Linked DNA regions of Hordeum vulgare: region 2 is linked to region 1. A link is a contact called in public Hi-C data. All regions are on one chromosome and are shown on one strand. The core of a region is the stretch at or near the end of the contact, and the rest is flanking DNA. Distances in the headings are between cores, read along the strand shown. Region 1 has its middle 350 kb from the start of LOC123443211. Region 2 has its middle 320 kb from the start of LOC123439662.

Evidence for each region. A called contact is a pair of places that touch in the nucleus more often than the background predicts.
Region 2: a contact with region 1 is called in a Hi-C map of leaf, with 2.7 times the contacts expected there. The contact joins two enhancer-like sites. A contact is called at or near these places in 2 of 6 Hi-C or Micro-C datasets (leaf and seedling).

What each region holds. Positions count from the first base shown.
Region 1 is chr3H:123,815,397-123,821,646 of MorexV3_pseudomolecules_assembly, forward strand. No RefSeq gene overlaps it. Among protein-coding and RNA genes, the nearest start is that of LOC123443211, 350 kb to the left of the region's middle. Within about 2 kb of position 2,090, at least 3 of the 3 cell types and tissues checked have open chromatin away from gene starts, as enhancers often do. A contact at or near this core is called in leaf and seedling, where this site is marked.
Region 2 is chr3H:123,922,149-123,929,109 of MorexV3_pseudomolecules_assembly, forward strand. No RefSeq gene overlaps it. Among protein-coding and RNA genes, the nearest start is that of LOC123439662, 320 kb to the right of the region's middle. Within about 2 kb of position 1,428, at least 3 of the 3 cell types and tissues checked have open chromatin away from gene starts, as enhancers often do. A contact at or near this core is called in leaf and seedling, where this site is marked.

The sequences.
Region 1 (6,250 bases), core at 840-3,339:
TGCGTCGCATGGTGCCGTGCTATTTAACTAGTATTCCATGTTACGTTTGTTTTATTTTTCTATTTATTATAGGAAGTGTTGTTTTTAAAGAATCTCTTCTGTTGTCCGGGTGTTGTCTTTGTTGATGATTACAGCGTTGTTGTTGAAGTTTTTCATCCTTGCGACAAGGTCTTTGTTCTTATATTTCTCTCTCTTTTTTATCTTATAGTTACCAATGTGCATCTTTGATGTTTTTAATATTTTGTTGGTACAGACATTGGGTGTAGTTGTTATCTTCGTGATATTAATATTTTTTTTTATTAAAAAAGTAATTCCTGACTTATTATCCCCCTTATATTATGGTGCTATTTTGATCATAATTTTTATTGATAAAATATAGGCTATACATAACAAAAATAGCATCATCAAATGTGATCCAACGATATGACTTTTTATGACATGAATTAACATTTTTTAGTTAAATTTCTAATTAAAATATGACAAAAATACGAAGAAGGCCAATAAATGGGACAAAGGTAGTAGACCAAAAGAAGATTTTTTTTTTGTATTTTTTCTCTTCGAGAAACAAGACACGGCCTGAGCATCGTGTCGTGCCAGAAGCATTATTGAAAATGCCGTACATGATTATGCACCATAACCTTTGGAAAATAACAATTGCATGTTTGCGGGGTAGAGTAGCACACATACTACTACATGATCTTGGTGAATTCACAAGACAGAAACACGCGGTGGGATGCAGCGCCTGTTGAGGGCCACGCACGCCCCACGGTGGACGCGGGAAAGATCCTGCTACCGCTAGTTCTAGTGCTACCAACCGACTGGGCGCCGGGGCAGGCGGTGCCGCTCGAGTTAAACAAACGGAACGGAACAAGGCGGAAGAGGCTAAACGCGCAACGCAGGAACACCTAGGGGTGCGGTGATAGAACCATTGACCTTGTCGTTAATGCCGCGCTTAGTTGGGCTTGGCCATTCCCGCGCTCGACCGAATTATCACCTTAACTTAATACGCGCGCGCACGGGTGCCGAGATGACCCCGCCAATACGCACTCACGCTCGCTACCTGGAGCATCCACACCCCCACACAGTACTACACTAGTAGTACTCCGTGTTGTGGGTATACTTAAAACTAACTACTCCAGTCCTAGCATAGTATAGCACTGCTTGCTAGCTTAGCCGGTGCACGGTGACGACGTGGGCATCGACTCGAATAGAAAATGGAGCAGCGCTAGGGCCGGGACTGGACGGGCGAGCGAGCGCCGTGTTCCGCGGGGCTCCTGTTCGGCCTGTGGCGGGCGCCACCCCCTCTCGCTATTGTCGAGAGACCCACGGTTTTGTGGCCGTGGCCGTGCCTACCCCCTCCCACACGGGCACGGGCAAACGAATTACGCATAGATAGATATATGCAATAAGAGATGACCGTGTTTGGGAGCTAGCTACTGATGCTGGAACCACGTCGCCACGCGGGCGTCCACTTGCGCCCGCTGCCGTATCGTTATCGTTGGACGGATCGGCGCCACCGTGGAGCGGCGACCGCGACCGCGACCGGCTGCCGTCGCGGCGGCTTTGTATATAAGCGCGATCTGGCTGCCGGTATGCGTGCGTTTGTACGTTGCGCCGGCCGGAGGTGTACGTAGCGTTGTAGCGCTTGCGCCGCTCCGACTCTTTCCGCTGACGCCGACGGGTCTCGGCCGCCGCGCGATGAACACAATGCTGGGTGAGGCTGAGGGTGCCGTTTCGTTTGTTCCGTTCCGCCCAGTCGCTCTGTCCGTATCCGGTGTCTCAGCTCAGCTCGTCACTCATTAGTGTCTCCTCCAGTTTTTTATTGATCGTGACATTGACTGCCAGCGTGTGATTGTGAGACCAAACAGTTTCCCGACCTAAGCTAAGCCAAGCGAACCTTAGCAAATCAAGCGGCAGTGCAAGTTAATGCTCAGCCGTTCGATTTGGTTCTGACGGCCACGATGGATGTTGTCGTCGCATGGGCAAACAAGACCAGCTAGCGGCAGAGCTCCCCGTTGTCATGACTTGGCCTGTGGGTCACACCTGATTTTCCGTTTTGGTGGTATGCTGCTAGGCACGCGCCTGGTCGCACCGGAGGCCATCCACACCGTCCAAGTACAGCCGAGAACTGAAGCAAGGAATCGCGACCGTCAGATGGGAGGACCGTAATCCTCAGCGGATATTCATGTCAGGTCGGCTATCATTGGCGTGAGCGGGCTGGCCCGGAAGCAGAAGACAAAGGGTCTGCTTACGTGTGCATCTGTACAACATACCGTATTTTTGTTTTTAATAGACCATACGGTATATGTTAGTACGCACGTACGACATGCCCAATTTAGAGTATACAAGTGTTTGATTTGACGGCCGGAGCACATCTACGTTTCAATAATGCATTCCTTGACCAATAATGCTTAACATACGAACACATTCTACAGGATTTTACGGGCTGGGTACTGTAAGCTCTTTTAATTGCCCCCCCTGAATTTCAGTGATGGGCCCGTGTGCCTTAATCAATTCCCGGCCAATCAGTGATAAGCAATCTGTGAAAAAATTGTAAAAACTCCGTACGTGTAGCATTACTGAGCACGGCCGGAGTACTTCCACGGTACTAGTAATCCTACCGTTTAAGTTGCAACCTTTTTGTTTTGCAGGTGTTTAAGTTGTACTCCATCACAGTATATTAGGCGCATCTCACATCTCTCTTGGACCAAGGTGTGTAACTACTAAGAGAAAAAACGGAGCCGCACGAGCTGGATATGCGCCTAATTAATCGTGAAACTGACGCATAGTAACCCACCCGTCCAGTGAACGAGCGACTCCCTCGCATGCATTGGTGGAGACGGTTTAGAGCGAAAATTTTCTCCCTCCGAGTTTCCTTCTTCTTCCCCGCGCGTTCTTTTCTCCCCCGAGCGTTGTCCTTTCTTCCCCGCGCGGTTTCCTTTCTCCCCCGTGCAATTTCCTTTCTCCCCGCGAGTTTCGTTTTCTTCCCCGCGCGGTTTCTTTTCTCCCCCGAGCGTTTTCCTTTCTTCCCCGCGCGGTTTCTTTTCTCCCCCGAGCGTTTTCCTTTCGTCCTCGCGCGGTTTCCTTTCTCCCCCGCGCAATTTCCTTTCTCCCCCGCGCGGTTTCCATCCAAATGGCTAGCGAAATTTTGGGAGATGAAAAAGCTCCCGTCGGTGTTCCTCTCTATAAGTAGCTGTGGTGATGGAGGTACACGAACAGACAGCGCTCATCTTCTCTCCTCGGTCCAATGGCGCCGCCGCAACAAGGTGCAACAGATCACCGACTTCCTCCTCTTGGCCTCCGTGGGCTTTCTAGGGTTGCTTCCAACCAAGAGCACCGCCGCCCGAAGGACTTCCTCCTCTTGGTCTCACTGGACGAGCGGGAATTCCATCCTTCTCCATCGTCACGGCTAGTTTCGAGCATCTTCCTCCCCAACGACTTTGCCTCGACGACGCGTTGGCCTCGCACACCCATCTCGCCCTGCGACACCTAACGAGGCCGGTTCGTCGAACTGGAGTGCCTCCGTCGGCGGGGCCGGTACAGGCTACGGAGGGATCACAAGTTCTACGTTCATGGGGTTTAACCTCATCAATGGCAGCGGCGGGATCTCGTTTGGTGGTGGCTGCGGGATCTTGTTTGGCGGCGACGACAGCGAGTCCTTGGGATTCACGTTTAGTACCGGCGCACGTGGTGCCACCATAGAAGGTAAACCCTAAACCTTTGTGATAGATAGATATTTGCTTATGAACTGATTTGAGTTTTTTAATGTTATGTGTCATAGGTTAATCAATCCCTAGCCGAGTACGCCCATAAAAAGCTCAATAGGATCTCCTTGAGTCATCAAGCGTGCATGAGAGAGATCATCAAACACAAGGGGTCTATTCACTACGCGGTACCTCACTTGAAGAAAAAGCATTAGAGAGACAAGGTCTTCTCCCGGTTCGTTTGACGATTAACAGAGAATATGTTGAGTAGGCAATTGAATTCTTGAACTCAACATGATTTGTATTGCCTCATGTACATACACGAGTAAAAATAACATGAGATCAAAAACCTTCTACACTTTCTTTTCATCATCTCGCAATACTAAACTTGGCTATCCGTCACATTCTGCACTTTCTTTTCATCATTAAGATAGATAGACGGGTTGCGACGACACCTTATGCATACCCCATCTTTATTTATCACCACCGTCGTCGCAGAATCTTTGCACCAATAATTGTCACACAGCATAGGGTTTCCACACAACTCACAAGAAGGCAAATCCTTTGGAACCAGGAGCCTACATCCCAAGCAAAGGAATATAGATGGCTCACCACGGATGCCATACTTTCTGCACAAAGTCGGATGGATGCAAACCTCACATGTTGATATAGGGTTCGAGTAGGTTTAGAGTACCCTTGCATGTCGACGCAAAACTTCATCTTCAACTGGCCCTTCGACCTCTAGCTCTTGCAGCACCTCCTCCACAGCAAGAACCTCGAGCACGCCTAGCACCTCCTCCACGGCAGGAACCAAGAGCATGCCTAGCACCTCCTCCACGGCAGGAACCTCGAGAACGCCTAGCACCTCCTTTATGGCATGAACCTCCAGCACGCCTAGCACCTCGTCCACAGGAGGAACCTCCAGCACACCTAGGCCATCCATGGAGTCCATCGGTTCGGGTTTGTGTGTCACATGGACTCCTAGCATCTCCATTGTGTGGGGTTTTATACCCTGCTTTCTATACATGAGAATGAAAACAGAAACATAAAAGGTTTCCATGTGAATGCGAAGGAGAGAGGGAGAGGAGGCCTCACACACAGCCATGCAGATCGCATGCAGATTCACACCTTCCACAAAACCGATTCATGTTCACACTTGCATGCACAGCCGAAAGGCAAATGGAAGGAGAGAATTCAACGGTCTAATTAAACCCAAAATGGGCCAATTAATAGGCTAATTAATGCCATGCGCCTTATTTCCCTCCAATTGTGAAAAAACATGGTTTTTGAGATGCGGCCAATATACTGTGATGGAGTAGCCGACTTAACTTTTTGGCATCACACTACGAGAAAAATGAATCCTCCTAGTTTTTAGGTCATGTACCATGTGAGGTGTTTTAAAATAGTTTACTTTTCTTAAGCACATGTGCCTATTTCTAAGGGACGGGTAGTTCAAGGGTAGTTTAATTAAGCACCACCACTATATCCCTCCAAAAAAGGCACACCATATAAGCACTAGTGCTTAAAATAATTTATTTATTAACACATTTCTAAGCATCTTGTATTGTACTAGTATGTAATCATACAAATAAGAGAAAAAGATTGGGAAGAAGAAAAGAAGAAAGATTAGGGGGGAGAGGAAAAGGGGAAGAAAAGTGAAGATGAGGAAGGGCGGGAACAAGCCTTGTCGGGTGACGAGAATGTCTCGTGGTCTAGCGGATTATAAATACATGACGGTTTCAGATGTGGGTAATAGTGACGATCAAATCAAGCACATCGCGAAAGAGGAGTATCGTCACCAAAAGAGGTCGAAATTACTGTTTTGACCCTTTGCACAACGTTTAGCATGATCCGACCCTTGTTTGGAAAAAATCGATGTCTCACCTTTTTCCTACCGATATCGTCCTTCGTGGTAGGGTATAACTGCCTACCTTCATGGTCCTGGCAGTAGGTTGCTCATCAAAGAAGACGGTGACGTCAGCCCCCGCTGACGTGGATAAGTGGCTACCGCCACTGTCCTTAGCGGTGGGCAGTTATACATTACCCACAGTATCCATTGTGGTAGGCAAGTGATAGTGAATTGGGTGACACGGCGGCCTATGGGGCACCCACCCACCCAAGTTGCTTGAGTTCATCTTCTCAATTCGTCGTGAAATAAAGAAGGGACTCCTCTCTCCCCTCGCCATTCCACATCTCATGTGGATGTCCTTCGTTTGGGAACCGTTTGTCGGATCTTGGATGCAAAATCGAGAGAAAGGTAAGCTCTTTCAATCACTTCAAATAGTTTTTGTCAAATCCTTATAGTCTAGATGCATTATTTAGCACTAGGTGACCCTATTTCATTAAGTTGTTTGAAAAAAAATTATTCGAAATTTGTTTAGAATGGACATGAGGTAGTAATAGAGGCTTGTGGGTGAATGTATGACTAGATTTCATGGATATGTTGTAGTAGTTTCTTATTTCCCTTTGTTATGGATGAACAAATTGTATGGATATGTTGTGTTTTGTTATTTTTTATGTTTATGGATAGATGCATATTGGGATTA
Region 2 (6,961 bases), core at 178-2,677, 110 kb after region 1:
TGGCCTATCGTCGTCCTCTCCATCTTATAAAAGTTGTGGGACTTCAGGAACGCTTGTGGTTTCCGTAACGACATGCACTCCTCCTAGATACTATTAGGAATATCATCTTAGATTTTACGCTTTCGGTCTTTAGATTTAAGGACCGGGTTAGTAGGGAGGCTGCCATGTCTTGGCACGTGTATCTCTCGTATCGATGTAACCATTAATGTAATGTGTAACTCGCCTTCGGGCCTTTGAGTAATATATTCAGGTGAAGACCCTCTCCCCCCGATGATTGTTAAAAAAATGCTCACGTTCTTCTGTATTTAATCATGGCTTTTTCGGTAATGTGAGTTTAGTGAATGGCGACATTCTTATCCACTACTAAGGTGTCTACTCCATCAATCTTAAAATTATATTCTGGCTCAGTCTCTCATATATGGTCATAGAAATAGGATACTAAAATGTGTGTGCATACATTCGAGTGAGTGTATATTTATACTCATTCGGCCCAAAAATACTTGTCACAGAGATAAATGTATCTAGACTTATTTTAATTATATATATACATTCATTATATTTATTTTTAAAACAAGTACTTCCGAATGAATGGACTATTTATGTGTACTATGACGAAAATAATACTCCCTCCGTTCCACATAGGCAGAGGGTGGGTAGGATTGTGCAGTGTACTCCATTCGTTCTTAAATATAGGACCTTTTAGAGATTTTATTATAAACTACATACAAACGAAATAAATAAATATATATTCTAAAATATATTTATATACATCTGTATGTAATTCATAATGAAAATTTTAAAAGATTTTATATTTAGTAACGGAGGGAGTACGTGAGAAAGATAAACTCAGCCGGGGTAGGTGGTATCAGCAATGCACCGCAGACAGGGAGGCTGAGGAACTGGCTCGTTCTTTGATGAAAACGGTGAAGCGCAGACAAAATTACGAGAGCTGGGTACAAAATCGAGAGGCAGGAAACTTCAGATTCGGGTGTTTCGTACACGTCAGCATCGCAGGATGGGACGACACAGCACAGGAGAGGGAAGGCAGATGGGATGGGGTGGAGGAGGAAGGGAAGGTGGAATTTACCCCACCGAGGTGAGAAAATGTTTATAGCTGCCGTACGGTAGTAGCCTGCAGGGGCAGCCCTGCAGTGTCACAGCAGGGTAACATGGGGCAGCCGGTGTAAAAAATAATAACTGGAGCAGGAAAAATCACCACCCACTCACGTGGCTCGGCCATCATCTACCGAGTGAGTCACCTACAGCTGTGGCCTGTGGAGCAAGAAAAAGATAACAGACCCATGGGGAGGAGAGGACACAGTGATGATGCATGGGCGCAGCACTTGCCCAGTATTTTACAGTTACCCCTGCAGCAAGTGATTAACCTACGCAGCCCGGCATCCGTATGGTGGTAGTACTACCGGCTCGCCTGACTGGCTGTCTGACTGACTGGAGCGGGGATATGTGCGGCTGACGTGTGGGGCAGGGCGATGAGCGCTGCCGCTGGGATATTTACCGCGCGTCCCGCGGAACGAGGCCGTTTTTGGAAGTTAATTACATGGGTATCGCTGCGATCCACATGGTTACCGTGAGCTGGTACAAACTCGAATCTGACGGCCGGCACGCTTCGCAAAGCTGCGAGCCCCTCGCCGTGTCGGCCTTCATCCTGACGCGGCCGAATTGGCTGTTTTAATTTATTTTCAATTTTAGAACGATTTGACCTTAATTTGAAAAAAAAATCATGATCTTATCCTTTCTCTATTGTCATCGGCGGTTAATTGTGTTAAATTCCTGTGACGGAAAGTTGGCTAGTACATGCAGCTTTATTAAACAGGTCTTGGGTTCGAGCCTTCTTAAGTCCATTATTTTTGTTCATTTCTTTTTCCTAATAAAAATTAAATAATTTGTTCAATCAATATTAGGACATGTATTATTGATAAAAAATAATTTTATTTATTTGTAACTGTTTTATAGAATTTCTCAATATTAGGACATGTATTATTGATAAACAATTTTTCCCATTAATGTTAAGGTATGGATTATTATTTTTAAATGTTTGTCTACTTATATATAATTGTTTAACAAAATTCTATTGCGGTTTAGATCTGTAACATACATAGGAGGGAGCAGTTTTATTCTCTTCTCATCATGATGATTACGCGCTCTACAATTAAGTTTTCATCATATGTTATTTTGTTTCTCATTATTATTGTGTGTCTCTGACCAATTATCTTAATGATGAGTTTTGTTTCATGTTGTTTTGCCAAAAGAGCTACATATGGTGCGTAATTAATAATTGATCATAACAAATTATCAAAACAAAAGCACTTTGTGCTTGATTTTCACCTGTTTAATTAAAAGAAAATGTTTATCTTGAATAGCATTAAGATTGGTCGGCTCGCCCTCGAAGCACTACACACACGTGCCTCCAGGTCCTCCAGTTTAGTTGCTACTGTATTATTGATAAGTAAAATTATTTTTATCAATAATATACATATCCTAATATTGATTGGAATAACTATTTAATTTTATTGGGCAAAATAAAAAAAGTGACCTTAAGAAGGCCAATTGATCTTGGTGGATAGCCTTTCAAATCTTTTTATGCAGTTGTGTGAGTCTAATTGATCTCATTCGTTTATATCTTTTGGGAAGTTTTACAAAACCGTTGCAAATAATTAAATTTATTTTTATCATTAATACATATCCTAATATTGCCTGGACAAATTATTTAATTTTTATTAGGCAAAATAAAAATAAACAAAAAAATGGCCTCAAGAAGGCTTGAATCAAGACCTCCTAAACAAACTAGCATATGCTAGCCAACTTTCCACACGGGTGTTCAACCAATGGAGACGTCGCATGTTATTTATACCTTCCATATCCTTGGCGGTAGGCTGTGTTAACCTACCGCCAAAGACGATGGCAGTAGGAAAAGGGTCAGATTATGATTTGTTTTTAAATTGGAGTCAAATCGTGCTAAAGTTTAGAAAGACGGTCAAAACAATGAATTCGGCCTGCTCATGCCCGCTAATCCGAGAGGGCCGAGACGACCTATTTGATCAAGTGAATCCTGCTATAGAAAAGATAGGAAATGAATTTCAACCGTCGGCATGGAGACTACACCGATGCCTTTCGACTACGGAACAACCACTACCACGGTCTGAACAAGTTGTCGCCGCGCCACCACGGCCGCTTCCTCAATGAAACCGACGTGACTTTATCAATAACAATCGATAAGTCTTGTGCACGAGTTCCTAAGAACTAACTTCTTGCAGCCGCTTAACCTATTTGTAAATTCATCATGCTAAAAATTTGGCGCTCAACATTTGAAAATGGTTTTGTTGTAACGGAGTTATTTAGTCAAATTTAAGGAGTAAAGCGTCACCCATGTGCCTACAAAATAAAGTGTTACCTCTGGCTTTTGTGAAGTGCCACATCAACAATCAATACTAGTCAAAGCAAGTAAAAAAGACCAATAAAGAAAATGTCAAAGGAAAAGACAAGAGAGTAAAGATGGTCAATCCCAAATAAGAAGGCCTCGACCCAATGGGTCCTAGCCCGGTAAAGAGCATGTGTGTTTAAGGTTTTAAAATGCCTAGTTCTTCCTTGTCTCCTTACTTCAAAGGTAGTCTTGGTCATTTGCCAAGGACCCCTGCGCTATATAGAGCCATCCATAGGCATATAACACTCACTCTCACTTGAATAGGGATTCGTTGTTCTTCCAAGCCCCTCGAGGAGGAAAAAGGATGGCCGACAGCTTGGAGTCTAAGGGACAACAGAAATGCATGCACTCTAAGTGACACGTGCCCAGGTCACCACTCTTGACGACCCTCCCATAGGATATATGTCGCACTCTCACAAGGCAACTGGATATATGTAAAAGGCATTGTCGTGCCACTCCATAGAGTGTATGCCAACATTCGATATAAGGCCGTTGTACACGCATCTAAGGAGAAACCTTCAACGACAAGGTTCAAGAAGAAGGATGCGAGAAAATGGCGGACCCTGAAGCAATTCGCGACCGCACACTCGGTATGGTGGTCATGGAAGTGGGCACTGGAGGCCCACGCCGGAGTACTTGCGTCTCTAATGGTCTCGCAGGTCACCCTCGACGTCGGCACCTACGATTGGACAACCTTAGGCATGGTAGCCGAAGTACACCTCACTTCGGGAATCGCTTCCTCATAGAAAACCGTACAAGACCCTAGCTCTATTTCCGCTGGCTTGGGGAAGATTGTCAAGGCTTTGGATGCCAACATTGACTACATCCAGGCTTTGTCGACACACTCTAGGCCGCCTTCATCGGCATCGGGCCAAGACGAGGGCATTCACCGCTAATTAAACTTGGAAAGCCTCCAACTCAGACTCCGCTATCGCAACCGATCGACGGGATGACACGACATCTTAGGAGTCGGCCTTATCGGAGGACCGACGTGTTGGAAATATGCCCTAGAGTCAACAGTACTATATTATTATATTTTCATGTTTATAATTAAGAGTTTATATTCTATGCTATAACTCCTATGATCCTAGAATATACGATTCAATAGTAACCTCATATGAACGTGTGGAATGATAGAAACCATATTCCTAGTCTCGCCTCCAAGACTCTCTCAAGTGTTGTTGGTGATCATATTTTCCGGTTCTTAATGCATTCTTAAGTGTAATGATAGTCCTAAAATAACTTTGAGAATATGATATTGGAAGAACGAACATATTGAACCAACCCGAACTTGTTTGTTATACTTTGGGATACTACGGTCAGAAGTCAAATGTTATGACATGGAGAGTTAACATATGCTTTAGTTCCTTATACCATGAGAGTATTGTATTTTCTTCTTACCGTACGATGGGATTTGGGGTTTCTCAAATGTCATCTATAACACGGTGATCATAATGACAACTTACAGGTTCACCGAGTACTTTGATAAGGGACTAGTGCTACTTTGTAGATGCCTTTGGTTTTCCCACAAAGAGGAAGGGATGATGTAGTAAACTAGTAACAAGTATTTCCCTCAGTGAGAACCAAGGTGTATCGAACCAATAGGAGAATCATGCAGTAAAGCATCGACGGTACCTACACACACAAGAGGAAATACTTTCACCCAACACGAATAAGAGGGTTGTCAATCCCCTTATACTCGTTAATTGCAAGGATCAAATCTCATAGTAGTTGGTATAAAAATTGAAAATTGAATTAAAAATTAATAGATTAAAGCAAGATAAATAAAGCTTTAGTAAATATGTGAAGTAGACCCGCATGTCATAGTTTTCACTAGAGGAGATCTCAAGAACATAACATATGGTGGGTAAACGAATTAGTGTTGCACAATTGATAAAAAATAGCATAATTATGATGCTATTATTGGCATGATCATGTACATAGGCATTACGTCCGTGACAAGTAAACCAACTCCTGCCTGTATCCGCTACTATTACTCCACTAGTCGACCGCTATCCAGCATGCATATATGGTATTAAGTTCATTACAAACACAGTAATGCTTTAAGGAAGATGACATAATGTAGACAAAGTAGGACAAGCGATATGTCCACACCCCATCATTTTACCCTTAGTAGCAACAATACAAATACATGCCTCGCTACCCTTTCTCTCACTATGTGAGGGCATCACAAGATTGAAACTACTACTGTTCAAGAAATGGCTAGCCACAACTTATGTTGGTGGCGAACCGTTAGCAATTGACGCCAGCACTATATCTTTCAAATAGCTCCGGCGTATCCCATTTGCGCGTGTCATAGCTACTGACTTAGTCCTGGTGTTGTAATTTTGTCTAGCACCATAGGTAATTTTTTTATTTGGTACATATTGTGCTGGTGTAGCCCATTAGACCCACGCCAGGATTAGTCCGTTTTAACTACCTTACCCAGTCAAAAAAACAATCTTATCCAATTCACTCGTATCACCCTCGTCTTCCCCTTCTTAGCGTCGCTCGTTTCCCACTCCCTCCCAGTCCTTGTCTCGATCCCCCATGCCGTGTGAAGCGGCCCCGTGCTACCTCTTGAGCTTGCGTTGGTTTTTCCCTTGAAGAGGAAAGGGTGATGTAGCACAGTAGCAGTAAGTATTTCCCTCAGTTTGAGAACCAAGGTATCAATCCAGTAGGAGTATCAAGACAAGTCTCCAAAGTACCTGTGCAAAAACAAACAAACTTGCACCCAACGCTATAAAGGGGTTGTCAATCCCTTCACGATTAATTGCAAGGTGAGATCTGAAGGTGGAAAATGCAACAAAGTAAAACTGTAGAGCTGAAAATATGATGTGAAGTAGACCTGGGGGCCATACTGTTCACTAGAGGCTTCTCTCATGATAGCAAGTATTACGGTGGGTGAACGAATTACTGTCGAGCAATTGATAGAACCACGCAAAGTCATGACGATGTCTAAGGAAATGATCATACATATAGGCATCACGTCCGAGACAAGTAGACTGATACTTTCTGCATCTACTACTATTACTCCACACATCGACCGCTATCCAGCATGCATCTAGTGTATTGAGTTCATAACAAACGGAGTAACGCCTTAAGCAAGATGACATGACGTAGAGGGATAAATTCATGCAATAGATATAAATCCCATCTTTTTACCCTTGATGGAAACAACACGATGTGTGCCTCGCTACCCCTTATGTCACTGGGTGAGGACACCGCACGGTATGAACCCAAAACCAAGCACTTCTCCCATTGCAAGAATTATAGATGAAGTTGGCCAAACGAAACCCACAACTCGAAGAGAATTACAAGGATACGAAATCATGCATATAAGAGATGAGAGGAGACTACATCGCAAAAGAAGATTACATCATATAGATCTCCATGAAGATCATGGAGAACTTTGTATTGAAGATCCAAGAGAGAGAAGAAGCCATCTAGCTACTAACTACGGACCCGTAGGTCTGAAGTGAGCTACTCACGCATCATGGGAGAGGCAATGATGTTGAT